3 separate regions of the Mus musculus genome follow, and all the other regions are linked to region 1. The links are chromatin contacts, called in public HiChIP or PLAC-seq and promoter capture Hi-C maps. All regions are on one chromosome and are shown on one strand. Each heading gives the region's core, a stretch centred on a gene start, on an enhancer-like site or on the middle of the called end of the contact. The rest is flanking DNA. Distances are from core to core; before and after follow the strand shown.

Region 1 (4,180 bases), core at 1,318-3,817:
TTCCTTACTGTGACCAAAATAACTAGCAGAAATGTCTTAAAACAAGAAGGATTTAGTTTGACTTATAGTTTTACAAGATTCAGCTCATCATAGCTGGGGAAACACATAGCAGAGTGGCTTGTGCCATGACCAAAAGCAAGCAGCAAGAAGCCAGCACTCAGCTGCCAGCTGCCTTTCTCTCATGTCCCCTTTGTTCTGTCAGAGCTCACAGGGCTCACAGCCCACAGGACAGTGCTACCCACATTCAGGATGGGTTTCCCCCACTAATTAATTCTCTCTAGAAATAATATCATTACCGAAATACCCAGAGGTATTCCTCAATCTCCTACATAATTCTAAATCCAGTCACGATGATAATGAAGTCATGATCATTATAATGGAGTGCCTATTTCAGAGTATCTTTTAATTTATAGTTTTTCTAAAGTCTTAAGCTAATGAATATCATCTATCTATCTGCAAATATCTGAACTCTGGATCTTACTGGTTGAATGCCATCAGATTCTGGTGACCAAAGCAGGCAATAAGGTACATTGAACTTATACAGGACATTGTTTTAATAATAATACTGTTGTAAGCTTATTACATTTTGTGAGTTCTGACTGGATGGTTGTGTTCTCATGGTAGGCATTTTCAGGTGAGGACCAACTGACTCCAGCTGTGGAGATGAATCTAAGAGCCAGCAACAGGAGAATTTGTGTATATTCTTAGACGGAGTTAACTTTAAGTATCATGAGGTGACTGCCAGTTTTCCAGCTCCCTCTTATCTATGCATCTAAGCACAAGGTTTGGTACTTAGTAGTTGCTCAGGTATGTGTGAAAAGAGCATAGAAGGAAAAGAGGACAAGCAGAAACAAAGTTATCAAAGTAGAGTCAAGTTCTAAGGTTTTCTTTACTTTTTTTTAAACAGTCGCAGAGCTTTTGAAGTAACTGCTTACATGTTAACAAGAACAGTCTATAAGTAACAATCTTATTCATTTAGATGGCTACTAGGTATAAATATAAAAATAAAGCTTCTGGAAAATTCCAGCTTTGATGAGGTCCATCTTCTGTGAGTAGCTTCAGGAAGCCAAGTTTTGCAGGCTTGAAATTCTTATCAAGTCACTAATTCATATAAGCATGGATTCATTTTTTTTTTTTTTTCAACGTTTACTGCAGACCTTCCTTCCGGTCTGACGCTGTGTGTAGTATGTGCTGAGGTTACAAAAATGAACGACATGATTGCTGCCCACAAAGAGCTCAAAGAGATGGGGAGATACATTGTGACAGCTGCACAGCTCTGTGTGCTCAACCCCCCACTAAATTGTACACTTAGGTTGGTAAATTGTATTATATAGAATAATAGGTCTCAGAATTGTTTCAAATAAATAAAAAAATTACTAATTCTGTTTATTACATAAAACCAGGAAGAAGTGGCCATAATTCAGTCCTGGAAGTATGAAAGGAGACTGCCAACAATGAGCAGAGTCTGAATTTAAATCTTAAGGGGAAAAAATACTGTTAATGTGTTGCATAATAATTCAAACAAAAGCCAGAGAGGAAAAATGTCACAGAGGTGAGAAATGTGTCTTCTGCCCTCCCTTCATCCCTCCCTCCCTCCCTCTCTTTGTGTGTGTGTGTTATGTGTACACTCGCATGTGTGTTAGGAAGGTTGTTGGTTGAGGAGGTAGGCAGAGGCCCGTAAGTGAGCCTTTGGAAATGGCCAATTACTGGAGGAGTTTATTCTTATGAATTAATTCCTGACCAGACTTGGTTTAGAGAAACCACACGGGCAGCTGAGACATAACGGATGTTTTTTTTTTGGGGGGGGGGGGGGTAGGGGGTAGGAAGGGGTCAGAATAACCTGTGCACTGGTCTCTAATTGGCTACGTAGAACAAAAACAAAAACAGACAAACTCCAAAAACCAAAACAAAACCCTAGACGTGTTTCGAAAACTCCAAGCAGTGTACTGCTCCTTAGGTCTGATCAGCACAGCTTGCCAGCAGCCGGAAACCAAAAAGCAGACGGATGAAAGATTAAGGTTTGCTCAAAGGGGGGTGGAAGGGGGTGAGAGAGTGGGACCTCCTGGCCCGCCTTGGGTGGAGGCGAAGTTTGATGGATTCTGTTTTCTCTTTGCTATGAAGAAGATTGAACTCAGAGGCGCGCACACGCTAGCTCCGCGCACGGTCGCCTAGCAATATTCATTTAAAGAAAAACCGAATCTTAAGAAGGCCAAGAGTATAGCGAAGGAAGCTGGGGACACTTCAGCTTTCTCAAGACTTTAGTCAGAGAACCAGGTTCCCTCTATTTAAATGACCGTTCGGAGTACATCTGCAGGGTCCAAAATTAAAAATAAGAAGGAATGAATAATTAATTACAGAGTTTTCAACAAAGCCATTCCCCACCCCCGCCCCGAAGGTTGATAAACCTTTGAACCCGAGCCACGAAAGGCAGTCTCAGACAGGGAACCGACAGGAACCTCGCCACGAGGGCACTGAAGCCAGGTCGTCCCCGCCCTGCTCTTCTGCTCCTACCAACTCCTTCCCCCTTTGCCAGCTTCCGCGCGGAACCCTTTTTCGCATTTCCGTGCAGTTGAAACCCGGGACCCACTTCGTCAGCACAATCCGGAACAGTCAACATGGCGGCGGCCGTAAGGTGCCTCCGTAGAGGTAAGAGGAGCAGTGTTCTTGCGTGGAAAGTAAATCTAGAGCCAAGTTTCCTGTTGCAGCGGAATCCATGGCAGAATCTCGTAGGCACCGGTCAGCTTCTCGGTCCTCGAAATGCTTCCGTGATCTTCTGGGCTCCACAGCCCAGAGGGTCATCAGTGCTTAAAAGCGACACTTAACGCAAGGGTTCTCTCTTGGAGCAGGTCATTTTGAGGATGAAATGGGAGCGGAAATACATTGGCAGTACTTATAGTCAGGGGTGAGGAGTACAAGGCAAGATTCTGTTGTGTGTGTGGGATAGCGGGCGTGTTCAGTTTGATAAGCGAGCCCTGAAGGGAAAGGTGGTATATGAAGTGATTTACATCTGTAAATATCTGAACCTTGGCGTGTTTATGAATAAAGGCGATTCCAGTTAGTAAATTTACAGAGGCTATCGTGTTTATCATTTGGAGACTAATTCTGTAGTGTTTTGTATAGCCATGTCTGAGCACGTTAGACATGGCTAATAGGAATTCACAGTGCCATATACACTATAAGATCTTTTTCATGTGTATGTGTACTTGGTCTATGTATACATGTTCACATGTGTGTGAGTGCATATGTATGTGTGCCCATGGAGGCTCTCTTCTGCCAGCCAGTATCCAGGCTGTTTCCAGAGGCAGAGTTTGTCACTGGACCTGGAGCTTGCGGATCCCACTGTCTCCAGTGAAGCCCCTGGAGGTGGGAGGTGTTGCACTGTGTTTACCCAGCTTTTATGTGGCTGCCAGGAATCTGAATTTCACCCCTCATGCTTGCACAGTAAGAGCTCCGTCACCTCTCATATGAAATTGATCTTTACTTTTAAAATGCAATCAACTCCCCCTCTTCTTTGACCTTGCAGCCCTTCTCCTTCCTCTATTTATTGTGTCTTGTCTCCCCACTGGCCAGGAACATAAGCTTCATAACCTTCCTTATTCCAGTGCTTGTAAAACAATGGTACTTAGACCATCCAGTTTACAAACTGCATCTCCACAATAAAAGTAGACACTGCTTTCTTGATTAAGTTTTGCTAAAAAACAAAAACAATTTGAGACAGGGTTAGGCTCCCATGTGTTGGGACAGGCATCTCCAGCATGCCCATTATTAAAAGTATTGCCTGTTGCATTGAACAGTATAATTTAGTGCTTTGTTTCACATGCTAGTGTAACCTTTTTGTGGTTGCAGATTATAATAGGTCTACTGAGCACTCTTTAAGTAGTGCTAATATGGAATTCTATAATGTGTTTTAAATTGATGTATCCTTGCTTACTAATAAGGTAATACTACTCAGTGGACAGCTTTCACACTATTGGCATTTCCTTTCTAGTTTGAAGTCTTTTTATCCTTCTTGTTTACTTTTCAATTGTGTTGCTCTTTCACACTCAAGATACAACTCGTTTGTCCAGTGAACATGTTGCAAATATACTCTACCCATTTTAGATTCATCTTTTCACTGTATGTGCATGCGGGAAGGTATGTGTGTACATGTGTGTGGATGCATGTAGTGTGATATTTCTCA
Region 2 (4,453 bases), core at 84-2,583, 2.1 Mb after region 1:
ATGCTGGTTTTCTAGTGAGTTTGTTGTTGTGATTAAACGAAATAATGGAGATTGTATGGTACTTAGAACAGGGCTGGTATGTGGTAAATTCAAATCAATCACCACACGGAAGCAAGTTTCATATCCTGTGGACCCCAGCGGCAGAAACTTTTTTTTTTTTTTTTAAGCTTTCTGTTGTGTTCAACACACCCAGAATAATGCCTCTGGGACAGAGAGGGGGTGGGTGGTAAGAGAGCACATGGCTGAAAGGTCAGGGTTCTGTAGGACTGAGAAGCTGATATGAGAGGAGCTAGGAGGAGCCTGAATGTCAGCTTGGACTTGAAACCAGGTACATGAGATGCCTAGAGGCCAGCTTGCCCTTCAGAATGCTAAAAGACACAAAAGGCACTTGTCCTCAAGTTTCTTTTGGACCAGACAGTACAGAGACCTCTCCTCTCTACTTGTGATAATGTTTTAGGCCACATGAAATTTTTTCCCCTCTATGCTTGGAGTTTAGTTTCTATAGCTTTCTAGATAATTATACAATATAAATTGTTGGTAGCCTGTTTTTAAAATAAAGCTATAACTTATTGTGCAACTTGGGGTCTTAAATAGACCTGGCTTTACTTTGCCCCCCTCCCCCCCAAAAAATGGAAAAGATTCATTGCAGAATCTGATTTGATTTCTACAAATGCTGAGATGATTGTAAAGTCCCTTGGCATAACAGCAAGCATCTGTGCTTCTGGTGTGGAAACAGTTGTACAAGTCTGCTCTAATGAGAAATGTTTCAGATTCAATTTTATACTATAGTATTTTAAAGAAATGAGTAAATAGAAACACAAGTCAATATCAGCTTCTCAATGGGATATATCATTCCATGATTAGGATCCCTCCCCCCCAACCCAATTTTTTAAAGGACGTTCAAGGAGGCAAGATTTTTCAAGTAATTTTCAACTTATTGAAATTTAAATAACAAAAAGTAAAGGAACTGAAAGGCAGAAGGCAGGAGCAAAGGAGATCACTAAGGCTGCTTCGTTTGGGAAGTTTATACATTGTTCCTGGCACACAAGTAACCAACCATAACTTGCCTTTAAGTTGTAATTTATACAACTGATCACGTGCTATTTTGAAGCACCCAGCAAGACTATTTCCCCTAGATTTCCGGGATACTCTTCTGTCGAGGTTCTTACTGCAAACACTGAGCAGGCACCTTCGGACTTTGCTAAGGCTTTTACACCAAAAAAGTTGGGTTTGCCCTGCAGGGCTGACCGCTCCCAGGGGTTAGAAGCCGCCCAGGGATCCGGCTGGGGCAGGGCCAGCGCAGCGCCCTCTGCCCCGCCCCCGCAACCGGCGCGCGTCCGGCCCGCCCACACCGGTTACTAGGGACGCGTCGGTGTAGCCGCGATGGATCAGGACGAGGGGCTGACGGCCGTGGACAACATTGTCACACAGTTCAACACCTATGAAGACTTCCTGGACTCTCAGATCACTACGGTCGACCTGTACTACCTGGAGGTAAGCGCGGGTCCGTCTTGCTGGCCGCGGCGGGGCTTGGTCGCCCCCTGGCGGTGACGGCGCTCACCGCAGGCCTCTGGCTTCGAGAGACTTCTCTGCAGGCTGCAGGAGTCCCCAGCCCTCCAAACGCTGGTGCGCTGCACAGAGGCCGACTTGGTCGCTGTAAAGTAGTAACAAGGCATAAAACCAGGAGGACGCGTTGCTGTGTGCACCTGAGGGCAGGGCAGCGGGAGGTCCCGGATGCTCGAGAAGACTTAGTTGGAGGGATCTTCAAGCTCCGAGCTCCTAACTCCCAACTGCAAGTCTCACAGCCTGGGCTCAGGTTTTCAAAGGAGTCCATCTCCATATTAAGGACAAACAGAGCAAGCACCATTGGGGGCGGGGGGGGGGGGGGAGAATCAACCCTACAGAACTCTGGGAAGGACTTGAATTTGGCCAACTCCCCTCATTTCTCCTGTGCACAAGGCAGTTTATCATATAGACACCCCTCCTTTTTAAATAGGTGCCACTGTATGAAAATAATCTTAAATGAAGAAAATTTGTCCCTTTTGAAATTATCTGTTAAAATAGTTACAAAACATGATTTTTAACAGCAACAGCAGCGATATCACCAAACAACCAAGCTTTTACGTTTATTAGATGGGTAACTTAAAGTTCCATTTGTGTGTACGCACACATGCATAAAAAGTCAGTGGGCAACTTGGAATCGGTTCTGAACTTGTATTCTGTGGTGTCCAGGGAATGAACTCAAGTTTGGCAGCAAGCACCTTTTCCTTAAGCCGTCTCTCCTGCTTTTAGCCAATATTTTAAACCCACAGAAGTTGCTTTAAATCCTTGCATCTGAAATGAAGCCACTGAATTGATAATTACAATAGATGTTGCAAGAAGCTTATGTAGAAAGAAGGGGAGGTAGGAAGAGAAAGGGTGAGTCCATCTTAATTATCTGACCGGCCAGAGGATGAGGAGCGCGGTTGGCACTTGGTTGGTAGACCGGAAGTAGTGATGCGGAAGTAGTGATGCGGAAGTAGTGATGCGGAAGTAGTGATGCTCCGGAGGTTGAGGAGCGTGGTTGGCGGGACGGAAGTAGTGCGTCTCCATCCTCTGTTTCCCGTGTTCACTAAATAACGACAGAACACTAAAACAACTGCATTGCCACGGCAGCGAGTAACATTAGCTTTGCTGAACTAATTAACAACTTTTATTCTATAAGTTAGCATCATCTAATAAAACCAACCAGTTCAGTGAGTGGAGAAATGATTGACAAGCTTCAGCAAAATTGCTAAGCTATGGGTTTTAGATCCTTTTCCAGTCATCTGCCCCTCTGACTAAACACAGTCCTTCTCTTTAGTGGCTGCCTGCGGACTACCGGAAAAATAAAAATTCCAGTTGAATTTCTTTTCTCAGGTAAGGGGTGAAAGAAATATTAAAATGATTTAAAGATTTCCCTAGATAATGGATTCCAGTCATGGATAAATTAATTACAGATATAAACGACATGAAGTTTTACTCAAAATATTTTTTTTTCCAATACTGAGAACATTTTGGGCTAAGGATATAGCTCGGTAGTAGAGTGCTTGCTGGTTTGCTTGAGGCCCTAGGTTTAATCCCCAGTACACACACACACACACACACACACACACACACACACACACACACACGCAACGACACGCCAGCTAATTTTGATATGCTTTGACTAGCTCAATGGTTTGGCACTTCTAAAAGTCACCATGGCTAGTATACATTCCCCTCCCGTATTCTTGAATTAATATTTGCTAAATCCATATTTCATCTCTTCGACCACAAACCCAATCAGGAAATGGTACCTCGGGCCTTTAGGGCCCTAGGCCTTTAGGTCTGTTCTCCTTGTTCCCCCATCTCGGATTCCTTCCTCTTCCTCCTCTCTCCCTCTGCCCCTTGCCTGCACAATCTAAAAGTCCTTCCCTGACTTTCTGCCCAGCTGTAAGGCAATTCTGTTTGTTTGTTTGTTTTGGTTTGTTTTTTTTGAGACAGGGTTTCTCTGTATAGCTTTGGCTGTCCTGGAACTCACTTTGTAGACCAGGCTGGCCTTGAACTCAGAAATACGCCTGCCTCTGCCTCCCTAGTGCTGGGATTAAAGGTGTGCACCACCACGCCCCGGCTTGTAAGGCAATTCTTGGTTACCAAAGGAAGCTAGCTGGGGGCGGGGACCCTCAGGTCTGGAAGTGCGACTTTGGGAGCTGAATTAAGACAAAGCCTTAGAACCAATTCCCAACATTTTTTCAGGTGCTTCTCTGCCATTCGGTATTCCTCAGGTGAGAATTCTTTGTTCAGCTCTGAGCCCCATTTTTTAATGGGGTTATTTGATTTTCTGGAGTCCACCTTTTTGAGTTCTTTATATATATTGGATATTAGTCCCCTATCTGATTTAGGATAGGTAAAGATCCTTTCCCAATCTGTTGGTGGTCTTTTCGTCTTATTGACAGTGTCTTTTGCCTTGCAGAAGCTTTGCAACTTTATGAGGTCCCATTTATCGATTCACCATCTTACAGCACAAGCCATTGCTGTTCTATTCAGGAATTTTTCCCCTGTACCCATATCTTTGAGGCTTTTCCCTACTTTCTCCTCTATAAGTTTCATTCAGTGTCTCTGGTTTTATGTGGAGTTCCTTAATCCACTTAGATTTGATGTTCAACATCCTTAATCATCAGGGAAATGCAAATCAAAACAACCCTGAGATTCCACCTCACACCAGTCAGAATGGCTAAGATCAAAAATTCAGGTGACAGCAGATGATGGCGAGGATGTGGAGAAAGAGGAACACTCTTCAATTGTTGGTGGGATTGCAAGCTTGTACAACCACTCTGGAAATCAGTCTGGCAGTTCCTCAGAAAATTGGACATAGTACTACGGGAGTATCCCACAATACCTCTTCTGGGCATATATCCAGAAGATGTTCCAACCGGTAAGAAGGACACATGCT
Region 3 (4,054 bases), core at 994-3,493, 2.9 Mb before region 1:
AGCATCCCACTTTGCAGGACTATTCACATCGTGTAAAAATCAGCGTATGTTTTGTATAACTTCATACCCTCTAGAGGGCTAAGAAAAGGATGGTTTCTTCAAGCTTTCTTTTTTCTTTCTCTTCTCCCCCTTCTGACAAGGTCTCACTCTGTAGCCTAGGCTATCCTTGTACTCACCGCAATGCCCCTGCCTTAGCCTTCCAAGTGCAGGGTTTGCAGCCGTCACACTTGGCTGGCTCTCTTCCTTTCTGTCTCATACAGTATGTTATTTATAAAATCTCCTGCCACATTCTTTTACACTTCCTCTTTCACATCACTTATTTTATAGCCCTGGCTCCTTTTCTACCTTTGGCCATTGGAACACAAAGCTCTCCCCAGTCTTCTTGTTCGGCTCCTAAACTTCTCTCATCAGTTGTTTCTTTCTCACCACTGACCCTGTTAGCTGGGCTTTTCCCCTGTTGCAAGATATGTCTGAACTTTAATCATAGCTCCATTCTCTCATCGAGTCGCCAATTGCTGTGCGAGTTTACAAGCATGGACTTTCATCCAGATGTACGTCACTAACGTAATAATTTAAATAATGCTTAAAAGATCAACCACACCTCGAATAAAATTATATAACCTGTAAATCATTTAAGTGGTATGCTAATATTTTATGTTCTAAAACCAAGAAGGCCACACCCCTCTGAAACTGGAATGCTAGCTAGCCCTTTGGTGTTCTCTTCCTCTGCTGCTCTGTGCTCCAAACAGATGTCTGAGTCTCTTTCCAGCTAATACACAAAGCCATCTATTTGAGTAACTCTTCAGCTGTTAAAGCGGTACTAGGTGCCCTCTAGTAGTTTATAAGCTCCAAAGTGACTCACAGAAAACACACCCAAGAGTAAAAAATTCATTTCGGAGAGGCTAGCTGTTTAGAATTCATGAAGGCTCTAAGTTACCGATTTGCATGTTTGTTAGGAGGCAGAGATCTGAGGGAATAGAAAGTAAAACAAACAAACAAAACCAAAACAATCTAGGGAATTTTCCTGCCTCCCGACAGATACTCCACTCCGTGTGAAAGTTAGCCCTGCCTAAGGCATCTAGTTGGTTTGGTTTTTGCTCTGCCTTAGGAGAGGTGTCAGCTTAATAACAACGTTAATTATAATAGACAATAAATGATAATTTATGGGCGATCAAGAACCAAGAGGCTGTGGGAGCCTTCATTAAAACCAAAAGCAAACAGTACAACCATAACCTCTAGAAGCACACTTATTAGATATCTATATACCCTCATCAATCTGCAGTTTTTATTGAAAGGTCCCTCCTTTGAACTTTTTATTATGGAAAAAAAATTTCAAGGCACACAAATGCACTCACAATTCTGTAATGCAGTCTCTACTACCCACCGCCCAACTTCAACAAGTCAGCTGTGTAACCAACTAGTTGAATTTAGCTTTTTTTCTTTCCTGAGTCAGATCGATTAAAAAAAAATTATCTCGGTAAGCATCTTGGAATGTTAAGAGCTTGACTGTTTATTGCAAAATACACCGGTGGTACAACTAAGAAGTTCAGGACGCCCTTCTGCACTCCTGGAAACGCTGTTACAGAGTTATGTGACCTCGGATTTTCGGGGTGTGACCAGAGGCGACAGCCTCGGGCCTCGCCTAGACTGAGCTAGAGTTCCTAGGCAGCTGTGGACCCCGGCACGTAACCGAGCACCACAAATGCCACCCACCCAAGCATGCGCAATCCAGACCCCAGAGTTGCTAAGGCCCCGGAAGAAGATAAGAGAGTCGGGATATATTGAGAGCCAATCAGAGGACGCAACAGCCAGTCGGCCAGCCAATCCAGATTCGAGATTAAATCAAGTCCTCAGCAGTCGGCTTGCCCCACCCTTGTCCAATCAGGGAGCCCGCTACTTTGGGCGGACTTTTCAAAACAGCGAAAACAAAACAAATCGGGGGACCTTTAAAAGGTGTGAGGCGTCCAGAAACTGTCTCCTTCCGCTCTCCGATCGGCTCGCTCATCTTTGCTCCCTTCCGGTTCCATTCTGAAATGAGGCTGGAATCCAGATTCCACTCCCTACCATAGATCCTGGCTCCGCAAGGCCAAGAGGAACAGAAGGGGCCAAGAGAGGCTGGGAACTGAGGCTCGGAGCAGGGACTCTTTTTCTCAGATCCACTGGGCGAGCGAGCGAGGATCCCTCCGCGCGCAGTCACGCGCCCCGCCCCTTGGGGGCGTCGCAGACTCAAAACAAAAACAAGGGGTTTGCTCAGCTCCGGAGGCTGCGGCGGAGCCGGGAGGAGGTGGCGGTGCAGGGCGGGCGCTGAGCCCCGCTGAGGAGCAAGATGCAGCCGGGGCTGTGAGGCCGGGCGGCGGCGGGGAGGTCGGATGCGGGTCTCGGGGTGCCGCTGAGGAGGCTGGTCCCTGAGCTCGGAGACGGGTCCGGACGCCCCCGCCGCGCCGGTCCGTGACGCCGGGGCCGACACGGTGAGTGGGCCTCCCGGGTGGCTCTGGGTTTGGTGGCTCCGGGTCTGGATCGCGGTTTGCTTTGATGGTGGAGTCCCCCAGCCGCAGCTGAGGGACTGACAGGGGCTCCAGGGTGTTCTGAGGCTATACGGTGGGTTGACAGCCCCGGGGCTTCGCACCGTTACTGAGCCCAAGTATTAGGCTACTGCTCGCTGCGGGCGTACTGGACTCCCCACTGTCTCCCCAGCATCCCCCAAGCTACTGGGCCGCCCTGTCTCGAGTTGCGGGGCTCGTCAAAGCTGCAGAAGCTGCGGGGGTAGCTTGGAGGTGGGCTCCGCGACGGGCTCCCGGGGCGGGGCTCCGAAGCCGCCTCCTTCCAGTTCTTTGTTCAGTCTCGAGACTCCCCCTCCCTTCTCTCCTATTGTGCAACGCCCCGCCCCAGAACCCGCTTCGGTGGCTTCAGTCTTCCGGTCCCCCGCTTTCCTCTAGGGCCTAGAGTCTAGTTAGAAGTCCCTGCTGTGCTGTCCAGGTGATGCGGACAGTAGGGGACATTACGCTTCTTGGACACTTTTCCTGTACGTCAAACGCTGTCGGCCACAGAGCTGATCAGAACTAGCCCTGGCCAGCGGAGGTGACCGAGATACTGCCCCCCCATGCCACGCCTCCATGTCTTTAGGGGAGGATTCCCCTGAGGCTGGCGGACGTGACCGATCCCCCCCTCACCCGGTTCTGGCTTGCGTGATCTGGGGCGCCCCTAGCTGGAGGGATCGCGGCCAGCTCCTTCTGCTCTCACACCCTACGTATCCGGATTATATTCTTAACCGGCCGCGGTGTATTTGCTGCAGATGAAGGATTTGGGGGCCAAGCACTTGGCAGGTGGCGAAGGGGTTCAGCTTTTCGGATTGTTGAACTTCTACCTGGAACAAGAACAGAGATACCAACCTCGGGAAAAAGGGCTGATCTTGATGGAGGCTACCCCGGAGGTAAATTTGAGAATTGATAGGACTTGGGGGAAGGTGGGAAGGTAACTTTTTGGTTTTCCTCGTACCAAATCAGTACCAAAGGCTAAAAAGTTAAATCCAAAATTGGCCTCACCGTACTAAGAAAAAACGTGAAACGTGAAAGGGTTCTGCTTTTGTTTTTAGTGAATGTGGAAGTTATACCAAGTGTACTGTAGAGGCGTTTCTTCTGGTGGTGGGAAATTCCTAGAGAATATTTCTAATAGGATCTTAGATTGTGTCAGAAAAACCTCATCAAGGAACCCACATTCTGCTGTAACTACCTTGGGTGGGGCAACACTTCACGTTATATTGAGTTGGCTAAAGTTCTGTATTGGATAAATTTTAAAAGTAGTGATTTATCTGAACGTAGTGTGATAGCTTTAGGAGGTCATGTGTACAATGGGGAAAACTAAAGGGAGAGTAGGTTTTGAACCACCTCTATTCCATTCTAAGAAAATAAACTTTGATTCTTGGTTTTTAATTTCAGAATGATAACACTTTGTGTTCAAGACTGAGAAATGCCAAAGTGGAAGATTTAAGAAGTTTAACTAACTTCTTTGGATCTGGCACTGAAACTTTCGTTCTGGCTGTCAATATTTTGGATAG

Evidence for each region. Promoter capture Hi-C pulls out the DNA fragments that hold promoters and counts their contacts. HiChIP or PLAC-seq counts read pairs in DNA pulled down with a chosen protein or histone mark.
Region 2: a promoter capture Hi-C map of liver shows a contact between it and region 1, with 2.6 times the contacts expected there. The contact joins the promoter of Cfap299 here to the promoter of Mrpl1 in region 1. A contact is called at or near these places in 4 of 39 promoter capture datasets (the 3T3-L1 cell line, hippocampal neurons and liver).
Region 3: a contact with region 1 is called in an H3K27ac HiChIP or PLAC-seq map of epiblast stem cells, with 11 times the contacts expected there. The contact joins the promoter of Ccng2 here to the promoter of Mrpl1 in region 1. A contact is called at or near these places in 9 of 39 promoter capture datasets (the 3T3-L1 cell line, the C10 cell line, cranial neural crest and 5 more), 1 of 484 Hi-C or Micro-C datasets (B cells), 2 of 115 datasets of contacts at active chromatin or transcription factors (astrocytes and epiblast stem cells) and 1 of 9 other capture datasets (liver).

What each region holds. Positions count from the first base shown.
Region 1 is chr5:96,207,548-96,211,727 of GRCm38.p6, forward strand. Mrpl1 (mitochondrial ribosomal protein L1) reads left to right here and starts at 2,568. Exons shown (of 9, transcript NM_053158.3): 1 at 2,568-2,646. The coding sequence starts at 2,616.
Region 2 is chr5:98,327,971-98,332,423 of GRCm38.p6, forward strand. Cfap299 (cilia and flagella associated protein 299) reads left to right here and starts at 1,334. Exons shown (of 6, transcript NM_001024614.1): 1 at 1,334-1,494. The coding sequence starts at 1,384.
Region 3 is chr5:93,265,330-93,269,383 of GRCm38.p6, forward strand. Ccng2 (cyclin G2) reads left to right here and starts at 2,244. Exons shown (of 8, transcript NM_007635.4): 1 at 2,244-2,468; 2 at 3,293-3,430; 3 at 3,936-4,054. The coding sequence starts at 3,293.